Linked DNA regions of Sus scrofa: region 2 is linked to region 1. A link is a contact called in public Hi-C data. All regions are on one chromosome and are shown on one strand. Each heading gives the region's core, a stretch centred on a gene start, on an enhancer-like site or on the middle of the called end of the contact. The rest is flanking DNA. Distances are from core to core; before and after follow the strand shown.

What was found. A called contact is a pair of places that touch in the nucleus more often than the background predicts.
Region 2: a Hi-C map of embryonic fibroblasts shows a contact between it and region 1, with 1.6 times the contacts expected there. The contact joins two enhancer-like sites. A contact is called at or near these places in 2 of 47 Hi-C or Micro-C datasets (embryonic fibroblasts and fibroblasts).

The regions. Positions count from the first base shown.
Region 1 is chr4:88,538,462-88,545,066 of Sscrofa11.1, forward strand. OLFML2B (olfactomedin-like protein 2B) reads left to right here. Exons shown (of 8, transcript XM_001924407.5): 4 at 2,257-2,433. Among named protein-coding and RNA genes, the nearest start is that of OLFML2B, 20 kb to the left of the region's middle. Within about 2 kb of position 4,305, at least 14 of the 83 cell types and tissues checked have an H3K27ac peak or open chromatin away from gene starts, as enhancers often do. A contact at or near this core is called in embryonic fibroblasts, where this site is marked.
Region 2 is chr4:88,773,821-88,780,702 of Sscrofa11.1, forward strand. It overlaps ATF6 (cyclic AMP-dependent transcription factor ATF-6 alpha), which reads right to left. Exons shown (of 17, transcript XM_021089515.1): 7 at 2,843-3,063. Among named protein-coding and RNA genes, the nearest start is that of ATF6, 29 kb to the right of the region's middle. Within about 2 kb of position 2,926, at least 4 of the 83 cell types and tissues checked have an H3K27ac peak or open chromatin away from gene starts, as enhancers often do. A contact at or near this core is called in embryonic fibroblasts, where this site is marked.

The sequences.
Region 1 (6,605 bases), core at 3,055-5,554:
CCACAGCAATGCCAGATCCGAGCTGCATCTGTGACCTACACCACAGCTTATGACAATGCTGTATCCTTAACCCACTGAGGGAGGCCAGGGATCAAACTTGCACCCTCATGGATACTATGAAGCACGGGGATCTTAAGTAATTTGCTCAAGATCACAGCTCTAGCAGTAGGACCTTTGAGATGTGAACCAGTTTCCTCCAGAATCCATGCTGTTGACCACTGTACTTGACTGACCCAGATAACACTTATCAGGAATAGCTGCACACCCGGTAAGACCACTCATTCCAAGTAGTCTTGATACAAGACCTCTTTCTCAAGGGCTTCAGCTCTCACAGTTAATTCTGTGCAATTTAGACAAGCTGGCTTGGACTTAGCCTCATGGAACACATTGAGTCTTTCCAGTGATCAAAATCTGGCATGCACTGAAATGCTGTAAGAACGGCATGGTCAATGGTCTGGAGCCTGGTTAGTGTTAACAAGCACCGCATGGGCTCCTCTGGGCACCTATGTAGAGCCATTGGAGCCACAGTGTCTGCTTGTCACCATCTTCCTACACACCCCCTAACATTGAACCACTGTGGCTTCCCTCTAGGACATGAGCAGCAACTTACAAGACTGCAGACTGTGCCTGGCAATGTCTGAGCTTTTGCACTTCTCGGGTCTGTCAAAGAAAGATGGAAAGTAAACCCATCCTCTGTTTTTACATGGTTACTTCCTCTACCACCATCATAAACAGGGCCCAAAGGAGAACATCACATTGAAAAATTCAGATGCTCATGGAAACCTTAGAGTGGGGGCCACTGCTAGACAATGTTACATCTCAGTGCAGTAAACTTCTCTAAAAATCCAGAGGTGAAAGGATACCTCTAAGCCTGTGGATAACTATCCATGATTCAAATCCCATTTAGCTTCATCTTCTGCAGGACGCTGCCTTTGACGCTTCCAGTCCATTCTCTCCCTCCTTTGAACCCACCTAAAGAACCTGACATGATTGGTCACCTTCTTCCTACAATGTGGACCCTCTCCCCTACTACGGTTTTTTTCCCATGCACCCCCTCCATCCCAGGACAAGAACCCCAGAGGAATTAGAGGCTTGCTTTCTGCCACACTATGCCCTAGACACATAGAAGGACTCACTAGTGCTGACTGGGTGAAATGTAGCTTTGGTCCTTTCTGCTGTGAACTATGTCTGGACCATGGCTAATTCGCCAAGTAGGGGTCATTTAGGGGAACTTTTTATGGGTGAAAAGGAAAGTTTAAAGCAGCCTATCAATTTCCTATGCAAAGGATGCTATTAAAGTGCTGGGGAACCATAAAAAAGAATTAAATATTGCCATTTACAGCAACATGGGTGAACCTAGAGAATTTCTACTCAGGAAGTAAGTTAGACAAAGAAAGACAAATATTATATGATATCTCTTCTAGTGGAACCAAAAAAAATAATACAAATGAATCTACGTGCAAAACAGAAACAAACTCACAGACAGAAAACAAATTTATGGTTACTCAGGGGGAAAGGGAGGGAAGGATAAATAGGAATATGGGGTTAATAGATACAAACTACTACGCATGAAGTAGATAAGCAACAGGATTTACTGTATAGCACAAGGAACTATATTCAATGTCTTGTAATAACCTATAATGAAACGTAATACGAAAAACATATGTATAACTGAATCACTTTGCTGTATACCTTAAATTAACACAATATTATAAATCAACTTATTTCCTTTTTTCAAAGGAGATTTTTTTTTTTTTGAAAGTACTGGGGAAGAGTTTGTGCTCATTAGAAAAGCAGATTAAGTGGATTTCTTTGGCCACCTCTTTTAAAATTGCTTAGAAAAGCTTCTTTTCATTGTGGCCTTAGTTCACATGAGTGGGAGTGTAAGTGAATGAAACTTTTTTGTAATGTTACTCATCACTGGATAAGCACATACTGTGTACAAAGGATGCAAAAATAGTAAGTGTCCCAGTAGCCCAGGGACATGGTAGTGTTATTATTAGGAAAGCTGTGGTGGTATTGGGGTGTATTTCTAGCAGTGGATACTGGAGCCAAGCTGCCCTGGGAAATGCTGCCTGGGACTGAGCACCTGTCCTCAGCACAGGGCTGGAAACCCTCCAGGGCCCCAGTTGCTTCCGGCTGCTTTCTCAGCCTGTCTGGTGTCTCTGCTCTGAGCAGAAATAGCTGGCAGCTCCCTCCTGCATGTCTTCCAGGCACTTCAAAGGATTCTCTTCTTAAAATTTTATCTCTTCATAGGAAGTGTCTAAAAACCTCACCAAGGAAAATGAGCAAATCAAAGAGGACATGGAAGAAATTCGAACTGAGATGAACAAGCGAAGCAAAGAGAACTGCTCCAGTAACATCCTAGACAGCATGCCGGACATCCGCTCGGCCCTGCAGAGGGATGCGGCAGCAGCCTTCACCCACCCCGAGGTACAGCTCTGGCCTCCAGGGGGCTCTGCCCACAGTCCCTGGACAGTGTGCTACCAGCCTCTCACCCGTGCATAGTACTTTCAGGCTTTAGGCTTTCCATAGGCATGGTCTCTTTTCATCTATACAACAGTTCTATAGGTCTGGTGGGGCAGGGGTTGACCCCATTGTACTTATTAATATTGAAGCCCAGAGAGGTTTAGTGAGTAGGTCTTGAAGCCAGAACTCAAATCCTAGTCTCCTGAGTCCCAGGCCCCATTCTTCTCTTTGTTTTTCTTGGCTGTACCCACACAGAAGTTCCCAAGATAGGGATCGAACCTGTGCCACAGCAATGACAACACCAGATCCTTAACCGCTAGGTTACCAGGGAACTCCCATTCTTGCCTTTTTGACCTTGCCTTGCATTTATAAGTCAGGTGGCTTGTCTGGGACCATCCTGGTTAACACCTGCTGTCCTGGTGTAATTATTAATAATTATTAATTCACGCTCAAAAGTGTCCCAGTGTGGAGACAGTAAGCTGTGTGTTCCTCTCTATTTATAAAGGACTTTGTGATGCCCTATGTGCTTTCATCACTATCCCATGTGGTCTCCACAGCTCTGGAAGGCAGGCTGGAGTAGAGATCAATATCCTTACTTTGCAGATGAGGAGACGGATCCAGGAATGCTTACAGTCTCCCTTGCACAGCCAGAAAGTGGTGGCAAGGGGCCTCAAACCTCTGTCTCTTCTCACCCACTTGTGTCCTGAACACAAAGTCACCAATGCATGAAATGGGAACACTGACTAATGTAATTCGAGTGATGCCAAAGGATTGATTTGCTTAAAAATACCTCCTCATCTGATGCCTGTTTATTTTGGCTCCAGTTACTAAGTTAATGTTTATGTGCTAATGGTTACAAGTGTTATTCTTAATGTGTTGAGTTATCTCCTAATTGATGCCTGAGAAACAGGTATTAATTTGGGAGATAACCCCCAAAAAGTAGAAGAGGAAACAAGGTAAATTCTGGCAGCAGGACTTGAAGAGTGTGGACGCTATTAGCGAGTCAGGTCTGGATAAAATATTGTCAAGAGGGGTACCTGGCAACCATGGGATAGCAGCAGTTAAGACAGGCCTTGCTCACTTTTCCTGGGTCAAGGGTCAGTGGTGTGTAGCAGAGTGTGCATTCCAGGTGAGCCACTGAGGAATCCCTTCAGCCTCAGGGAGGCAGGCAGTGTGTGAGTGGAGCAGGGACTGGGACAGGGACAGTCAGAGCTCCTGAGCTGATGTTGTGTGTGCTGTGTCCTGAAAATGGGCTGGGGAGCATTGCAAAGAAGGACTTTGTTGCCTGGGTCATTAAGAATTGAGGTAAGAGAGGAAGTAAGATGAGGTATGTGGGCTTGGAGCTCTTGGGCAGGGAAATCCACCAAACTGGTGCCAGGCAGGCAGCAGCTGTGGCTTTGGGGAACCTTGGGCACATGCGTTCCAAAGGCAGGAAAGCAGGCAGATTAGGACTTTGGAGGCAAGAAGCCCTGAAGAGAGTATGGTGCCTGCACCCTGCCCAATTTGTAACTAAAAATAAAACCATTCCAAACCAGAAAATAAGGACAAGGAAGGCCAATAATTTTCTGGCTTAGCCCATGATGACTACTTTGATGGTTTTTTGGGAAATATCATATTCCTTCAAAAATTATTTATATTCTCATTTTTGGGTGTCCTCGACATGCCCGCTACTGAGCATGTGTTTAGTCTGCTTGGTGGGTCGTTCCTGAGCAGGTCTGAGCTCATAAACCAAAGAGCCAGAGGACTTTTGGGCTGGAAGGGAACTTAGAGATGCCCGCTCAACAGCTCAATAGGGCCCAGCAGCTCCTACTGCAGCCCACATGGCATCCTTTGCTGGCCCAGCAGGCCAGCAGACTCAGGCGCTCCCTGCCCTCTCTGGCTTCCAGTTTCCCAGTCAGATGAGCATGAGAATTCCATCCGTTGTTTTGATGACACATTATGTGGTATGTTCAGGAACCCAGCTCAGATTTCCCAAGGGCAAACAGCAAACCAAATCAAACACACCAAACTCTTTTTCTCCTTGGTCAGCAAAGCTCTTCTCCCTCCTAAAATCCCCATGTACGCACTGCTGATGTTAGCACAATCCAACCGAACCAGGGTGGTGGGGGTGGAGCCAGAGCCCAGACAGGGCTGGAAAGGGGAAGTGGTGAAGGAGGCAAGGCTAAGATCTTTCTCTCCCTTTTCATCCATCTGTCTCTTTTGTGAACTCTGTGATGAAAAAGCAGAAAAACAGGGTATCTGGGTTTGGTTGTTATTTTCAGGGTTCTTCTAGATGACGTCAGGATTTTCTGGAGTGGCGAATGGCACTTTGTTGGAGGCCTCTCTCCAAGAAAGTCCTTGCCTGGAGGAATGGCAAGGGGCTCTGGGGGGGTGGGGGTGGTTGGGTTGAGAGTGGAGGAGGCGGGGTGGCCTTGGGAACCTCAGGACACCAGGAGTTGAAGTCCACAACGGTTTAACAGAGAAAGGAAATGGAAGCTCGGTGGCGGCGGCTGGGGGATGTGGGTGCTGCCGCTCAGTGCATCCTGTCGCCAGTGAATCCAAGGAAATTATATGTTCTCTGGCAGAGGCTCTTCATGGTCATGCTCCATCCCCTTGGCTGGGAGAAGGAACTGCAGTTCCCGCTCGTCCCTGAGAGCCTGGAATTAAAGACAGTTCCTGGGGTTTGCCACGAAGAAATGACAACTTGCTTTTGCAATGCAGAGGGAAACCAGGGTCTGGCAATTAAATGGCCCGCAGCGTCTGAGTCAAGGGCTGGGGCCTCTTGTCAGCCTCCCAGGAAGCTCTTTCCTATGAGAAATGAGGGATTCCCAAGTCTGCTGGGCACTAGCCAGACCATGGCCTCAAGGACTTGGGGCTGTAGGCAGGTTTTTGGATGGCAAATGAGTTAGTCTCGTGGTCAGAGCTGAGGACAGTGGCTTTAATGTAAGGTAGGACACAGACTGTGAAAGCAGGCAGTCCTGGGCCTTTTTAATAGCCATATGACTGGATATGTGCCTCTCTCAGCCCTTCAGGACACTGGGCATCAAGGGACAGAGGTTTTATTTCCAAGTGGGCTCTCTGGGTATATTTCACAAGGATTTAAGGGAATTCACCCACCTTCTCCTGGTGAGAAGGGGGTCTTTTGTGGCTTAGGTGACAACAGAAAATGGCCCCTTCATTATTCAGCCATTAGAGTCCTCATGAGAGCAGGGCTGGGCGACACTCCCAGCATACCTCACTGATGGAGCCACTGCTCTTCAGGACCTGGACACCCTGTCCAGTGGCTGTCACTTCGACCACAGCCAGCTCACAGGCCCTGTGCACAGGCCCTTTTTTTTCAAGGGTGGGTAAGTGTGATCCTGGATGAGAGGATATAATTAAATGGCCCAAGACAGGACCCAGAGACTCTGCCACATTGATACACGAGAGGTCAGCCCCCAGGCAGCAGCTCTGGGGAGGACAGGGTGGTCTGCGTGACCAGAACCATAACAGAGGCCTCTTCATGGTACCATCAAGATGCCCTTGTCATGGGCTACCTACTATAAAACATCATTTGATTTGACAAAAATCCCAGGGCCAGTCACAAATGAGGATGATTCCTTGGGATTTGGATGATTCAGAAATTCAGTTTATCAAATGTAAAGAAGCATCCACCCAGGGGAATTAACGCTGAACAAGATGTTGTCTCTACTCTTCCAGTTGCAAGAGTCTAGAGACAACATTCTTAAATAAAGCCTGTGGAAGATAGGCTGGGAGAGGTGGTATAATACAAATACAGGCTTGTATCCATACAAGTTGTGTTCAGCTTTGAGTTAGAAGCCCAAATAAATAATAAGGGGCTTTGTTGTTCTTTCATGTAGAAGAGCTCTGCAGTCAGGTGGTCCAGGGCTGGTGTAGTTGTTTTTGCAATGTCATTAGTGACGTCCATTCTCAAAACGCCCTGATGGTCACAAGATGGCTGCTCAGCTCCAGCCATCCTGTCCACATTCTCCTGGCCAGAGAAATGAGAAAGAGTACAAAAGATGCCTTCCAGCTGAGTCATTCCTACTTTTTCAGGACTTTTTCAAAAAGCTTTTCCTATTAATTTCTACTTCTATCCCACTGGCCAGAACTTACTCCCATGACCACTCCTACAAAGCCAGTTTCTTGTTAAGTTA
Region 2 (6,882 bases), core at 1,676-4,175, 230 kb after region 1:
GTTGTTGAAATAGAATGATGATTGCCAACATTAAGATGCTCACTAGACGTCTCATTAAGAGGAGACAGTGACCTCTTCTGGTTTTTAAATACAATAACTGTAACAAAGAATCTTAGAATTATAAAGAATTATTTTATAACTTACCTGCACCTGTTTTAGATGTGTCCTCTGGAATAATTCAGAACAATTATCCTATTTTCCACATGACTACTTTCAGTTCCTAGAAGATGGCTCTACTTTCAGTCTTCTCTCCTCAGTTTACTGAATCATACTTACCTTAAACTATCTCTCTCCCTCTGACATGGTTTCTAGACCTCCTCCCCATCCTAGCCATGTTACTATGGACTGTCCCATGACTGGATGTTATAATTCTAGGACTGGAGGCTAAGAATATGTTAACATTTTTTAACAACCATGATATACTAGTGATCTACATTTTTTAAATTTCTATTTAGTCATTACCTTTTTTCACATCTAAAATATTTTATAACACACATCTTGAATATCAAGATAAATTATATAAAGACAACTCTGAATATTTTCTATTACTAGTTCTATTTGGTAGTATTACAGAAGAAACACTCAAACTCATGATTTAAAAGTACTAAAAGGAAATTGTAAGAGACCATTTTTTTAAAATAATTTTCCAGAATACAAATTATTTCAAGCATCTTTTCTGACCACAATGGTATGAAACTAGATATCAACCAAAGAAAGAAAAATTGGACAAGAATGAACACAGAGAGACTAAACAACATGCTATAAAAAAAAAAAAATGGGTCAACAGTGAAATCAAAGAAGAAATCAGAAAACGCCTCAAAACAAATGAAAATGAAAACACAACTTTCCAAAATCTATGAGACGTAGCAAAAAAGGTTTAACAGAGAAGTTCCTAGCAAGAATCCTTTGTCAAGAAACAAGAAAAATCTCAAATAAGCAACCCAATCTGCCACCTCAAAGAATTTGAAAAACAAAATAATAAAATAGATATCAAAAACAATAGAAAAGATCAATAAATCCAAGAGCTGGTTTTTTGAAAACATAAACAAAATCAACAAACATCTAGCCAGACTCACCAAGAAGAGGACTCAAACAAAATAAGAAATGAAAAAGGAGAATTAACAACTGATACCACAGAAATACAAAAAAATCATAATATTATGAATAGTTATATGCCAACAAATTGGAAAGCTTAAAAGAAACAAACAAGTTTCCAGAAACACACAGCTTGCCAAAACTAAGACAGGAAGAAACAGATAATTTGAACAGACCAATCACTAGAAATGACATAGAATCTATCTGCATGCAAAAATCCTCATCATTTTTAATTTTCTCAGTCTGCGAAAAACATACTTCTTTATTGACTATACAACTTTTTAATTGAAAATATGAAAGATTTTTAGACTTTTGTTCTTGTTGTTCATTGACTTATTATAGAAAATTTCCCAAAAGGAAATTTCATACCCAACTTCAAGTGTTATCAACATTTTGCCAAACATGTTTCCTCTATCCTGCGCTCGTCACCTCCCCATAGCTTTTTAAAGCAAATTCCAGCATCATATCATTTCATCAACTGAAACACATACTATGCACTAGTGCCTATTACACCACAAGCACTGTCCTTACCTTTTCTAGTCCTCAAAATAAACATAATAATAGTCAAAATTAATCCTGAATTATCCATGCCTATTCTCATATGAAACTAATGTTCCTCATTCATGTCTTGGCATGCACTGTTTTCAATATCTATATAAACTGGGGGAATTCATGTAGAACTTTAATGTTCTACTTCCACTAGATAATATTTTTTCATTATGGGGCTTTACGATACTGCTGATGGAGATTACTTGGTTGTGTTTATGCAACAGTAGAGTAATTTCACAACTAAATGGGCTACTTAATAAATTCTGGTAGACAGATCAGTCAGTAGTCTGATAAACAACCTTACATAACTCACAGGATTTTAAAAGTACTTTGCAAGACCTAAAGAAAAGGTAGAGTAGCAATAGTAACCACCAATAATAAACACTTTTATTTTAAAGAAAACATATAGGATTTGCTTTCCCAATCACAATTTTAGAGAATCCACTTTTATACTAATTATTTGACTTTAACATTCATTAAACTTTAGGCCCATAATGTTCAATTACTGTTTAATACATAACATGAGGTATTTTACATCACTTTTAAAGAAAGCAAGAGTTAGCAGGCAAGTACTGTAACTGGTCTTAGCCTGTGAGAGATCTTAGGAAATGTTCTGTGATTTATAAATTACAAAAAAAAAAAAAAAAAAAATCCCTGCAACAGAAGACCTGAAGGTTTGCAAAGATGGGAAAATACTAAATAATTATTAAGAAACAGAATTCCTAAGAGCAGCAAGTCATCGTTATGTGGTGGTGAAAATCCTTCAATAAGTCAAGCGAAAAGCTAAATATAAACCCTGACTCAAAAGCAGTCTGCAGACTCTTATCTGGGGAGTTGCCAAAAACATTTCAATCAGGAAACATGAAAGAATCCTGTAAAATACTAGTATATGATTGAGTTGGGGGTTACGGTTAGGAGGAATGTGATGAAAAGGTTCAAAAGAAGGATTTAAAGAAGATATGCATACTTCTCTTTTCATCAAACCACTTAAGACTCTTTAAAACCTTTCATTTAGATTCTAACATAGTAAGCCTTACCCTAACTTTCTGCCAAAGATTGGATGGGCAATTTCAGCACATTTGACACAATATGACAAACTTTAAAAAACAAAAACAAAAACAAGGCAACAAAAAAGTGTTTCGTACTGTTTTCATTTTTTAAATCAGGCATTAAAAAAGTACTAAGTTTCAAAACTTACATCTGAACCCACACTTCTCATGGTACTCTGAAGCACAGGTTTAGTCACAGAAAGTTTTCCATTCACTGGGCTATTTGCCACAGGGGCTGGGACCACATTCACCACGTGATTAGGTAGCTGTGTGGCGCCCCCAGTGACAGCAAGGACTGGCTGAGGGGAGGGCAGAACTCCAGGTGCCTGGAGTTGTACCATGGTAGGCTGAGAGAGCACCACCGTCTGACCTGCAATAGAGAAAAATGAAAAGGAATCAGAGGGTGCATTAACTACTGCAGCAAGGGAAGCTGTTTAACGTTTAGGTCTCTTCTGCAAAGTAATAGGTAAGATCACACAGAGGGATTTGAAACCACCAATTAAAACACAATCAGTAGCAGCACATACTGATACTGACTTTTACTGCTATTGTTTTGGGGGTTTTTTTTTGGGGGGGGGGTTAGGGCCACAGATGAGGCATATGGAAGTTCTCAGGCTAAGGGTCAAATTGGAGCTGCAGCTGCCAGCCTACACCACAGCTCACCGCAAAACCGGATCCTTAACCCACTTAGTGGGGCCAGGAATCAAACCTGCATCATCATGGATACTAGCCAAAGGTTAATTTCCACTGAGCCACACCAGAAACTCCTGTTGTTATTTTTAATGAAACCAACAAAATTCATTCTCTTTTAAGCTGTCGCTAACAACATATTTCCACACTCTTTCAACTAACATATATCAAATTTCTTACGTTATACATGGATTTCTCTAAGTCTTAACCTCTGAAATGTATTAGTGCTAAAAGTATTTTTCCTATTATGGATAACTATACTGAAAACAGAATCATATACTTTAAATTAATGGAATTCAGAAATACATCCACACCAAGAATACATGAACAGAGATTCAGTACCTCAATACTTGGAAGAACAAGAGGCTACAAATACCAAAAATGTTAAAACCTTTTGAAAGGAATTCTCACTTGACATAGGGAACAAATCTATAATTTTAAATAGTACATAGATAATATCAACTCCCCACCATAATGGTCTACAAATCTTTCCTTAATGCTAACCTGAGGAGAATTACTATCGCTAACCTAAAGAAGGCACATACAACTAATAACACTGGTCTATTAAAAATTTTACTTGCCTGCTGAGTGTTTCCTTTCAGATCTGGCCAATTTTATAAGGTGTTGAAAGTCTCACCTAATATCCACATTTACTTGAGCCCATCTAGCAAAATAAAGGTACTAAGTAACTGGCAACTAAAATTTCACCTAGTATATTAATACTCTTTTTTAAGGGAAAATAATTCACTAATGCTTTCTGATGGTATAACATGACCCATGTAAAACTTAGCTCAGCATTTCAAAGGATCAAGGAAAACTAAAAATCAAAACACCTGTTTCTTAAGAACATCTGCCTTAGCCTAAAAAAAAAAAATTACATCTGGAGTTCCCTGGTGGCCTAAAAGTTAAGGATTCAGCATTGTCAATATAGTGGCACAGGTTCAATCCCTGGCCTGGGTACTTCTGCATGCTGTGGATGTGGCTTAAAAAGAAAAGAAAAAGAGAAAGAAAAAAAAAAACAAAAACCCACTTCCATAAAGTCAAAGTCTTTATATTTCAGATGGCCTCAAAAAGCATACTAAAACTAGAATTGGCATTTTACCCCAGGTAAATTAGTAAATTAGTAAGAAAAAACTAAAAATAATTTGCAATACGTACAATTTACTTGAGCATAAATGACTACTACATATTTTCACCTTCTGATTTTCCCTTGGAACAATTTATTTTATGAAATAAAAACATAAAATACAGAAATGATTCATAAGCAGATACAAATCTGCCTAGGTCAAGTAGCCAAATAAAAATAAAAAGTAAATAGCATTTGACCAAATGTTAGGGTTTTTAATAACACTTGTTGAGATACTACAGTCAATCTGGTACGGAGAAAATACATACTCAGAATGTAAAACTTAAACCAAGGGTTCCCACCTTGAATATAAGGACCCTTCTTTAATATCAAAAAATACCATGGTCACCCAAGAAGATCATGGGTGTCCTTTCAGTTTCTGAGGATTGAGAAAATATGTAACGAGAAAAGCCTATTAAGAATTTAGTAATGATTTAGTAATGAATCTGGAGCGTATTAACGAAATCTGAAAGGGAGCAATACAAAGACATATGAAACTAATTATTTATTCAGTCTACAGAAAATACAGATTTGCAGATGCCCTGCAAAAAAGCCAAAAACTACCACTCGTCCTACCACCCATACCCCAGGGTCTACAGTATAAAGGTTGAGAACCACTGACTTAAACCAATACTTTGAGAAAAGCATTATCAGATGCAATGTTCCACATATTCTGAGTTTTAAAATTATGATAAAAAGATCCCAAAAAACTAAACACTGTTCAACGAATTTGAGGATTATCCCAAAGAACAGAGGCGGCAGTAAACATAAAGAATTCAGTCGTTTCAAAAAAAGATCCTACTTCAAGCTCCAGTTATAGATTTAAAGCACTGGCAGATAACACATGCAGATGGCTTTGGTTTGTAACACTTCTTAAAATTAATTTAGAAAAATAACCCAACTGTATAACATCCATTACTTGGTTATCACCACCTCCTTGCTGAAAGAACTGCAGCAGGAAGTGAGGGAGATGGAGCAATACCAAGGCAAGATCTGTGTAGCAAACGTGGCTCCAAGTCCTGCCAAGCCACTGATAGCTCCTTTTTTTCTCCAAAAATGCACATCAAGCCCTTTCACCCCAGAGTGCCCAATTAACCTCAAATTATTCGGCATCTAAATCAAGGATCCTCTACATATTCTAGGCATGTTTGGGTTCAAGATAGAATGGGGAGAAACAACTAAATTTCTATTACAATGTGTTGATGGTGACTTGATAAATCTGACATGCTAGATGCTTACCAGACCAAAAAATGCAATACAAGGACTGTTTCTAGTCTTAAACAGTTAGCAGCTGAATACAGATAGTTACTACTCTTCCTATTGTGGAAACAGTTAAAAAGGATATACCAAAAGGCTGTTTATCCATTTCAGCATGCTCAAAAGCCTCTTTGGCATTACATACAAATCTCCCTTAATGGACTATGGATGGTTTCAATGCTATATATTTTTGACTATTTATGACTCACTGATTGTCATAGTCAGTTTCTTCCCTTTCGATTATCTTCAAAGATTTCAAATTTTTTATCAAAGATTTATTGAATGTCTGCTTTGTCTAAAACAGTATGGCTTTGTGACTGAATAAATAATTTCTCTGTGTATTAACTTTCTCATCTATAAAATGGAGATGATAATAATAGCATCTATCCTCACAGAGTTCATACAAGGATTAAATAAGATAATGCACTTAAGAAGTTCCCATCGTGGTTCAGTGGTTAATGAACCCAACTAGGAACCATGAGGTTTTGGGTTCGATCCCTGGCCTTGCTCAGTGGGTTAAGGATCCAGTGTTGCCATGAGCTGTGGTGTAGGTCACAGACGTGGCTTGGATCCAGCGTTGCTGTGGCTCTGGTGTAGGATGGCAGCTCAGCTCTGATTACACCCCTAGCCTGGGAATCTCCATGTGCCACAGGCGCAGCCCTAGAAGAGACCAAAAAAAAAAAAAAAAAAGATAATGCACTTAAGCACTTAGAACAGTATCTGGCACATAGAAAGATCAAATGTTAGCCAGTATTAACAGTAATAATAGTAGTAATAGTAATTTATTATTATTACTACTACTACCAATCTACTTTTAGGTGTAATAGCAGCTTCCGTAAGTGCACTGCATGTATAATTATTCATCAGTTCTCATAGTGAGTGTTATTTATATAAATCTGTTAACTCCCCAATTAGATAGAATTCTTGAGATCAAAGAACCACATCTCTGAATTCTGTTAGAGGCAAAAATAGTATAATGATTAATTCATAGACTCTGAGCCAGACCACCTGAGCTCAAGTTCTGACGCTACCTTTCACTAGGAGAATGACCTGGAGCAAGTTATTTTACCTCTATCCTCCATTTCAATGATTAGCACTACTACCCAAAAAGCCCAA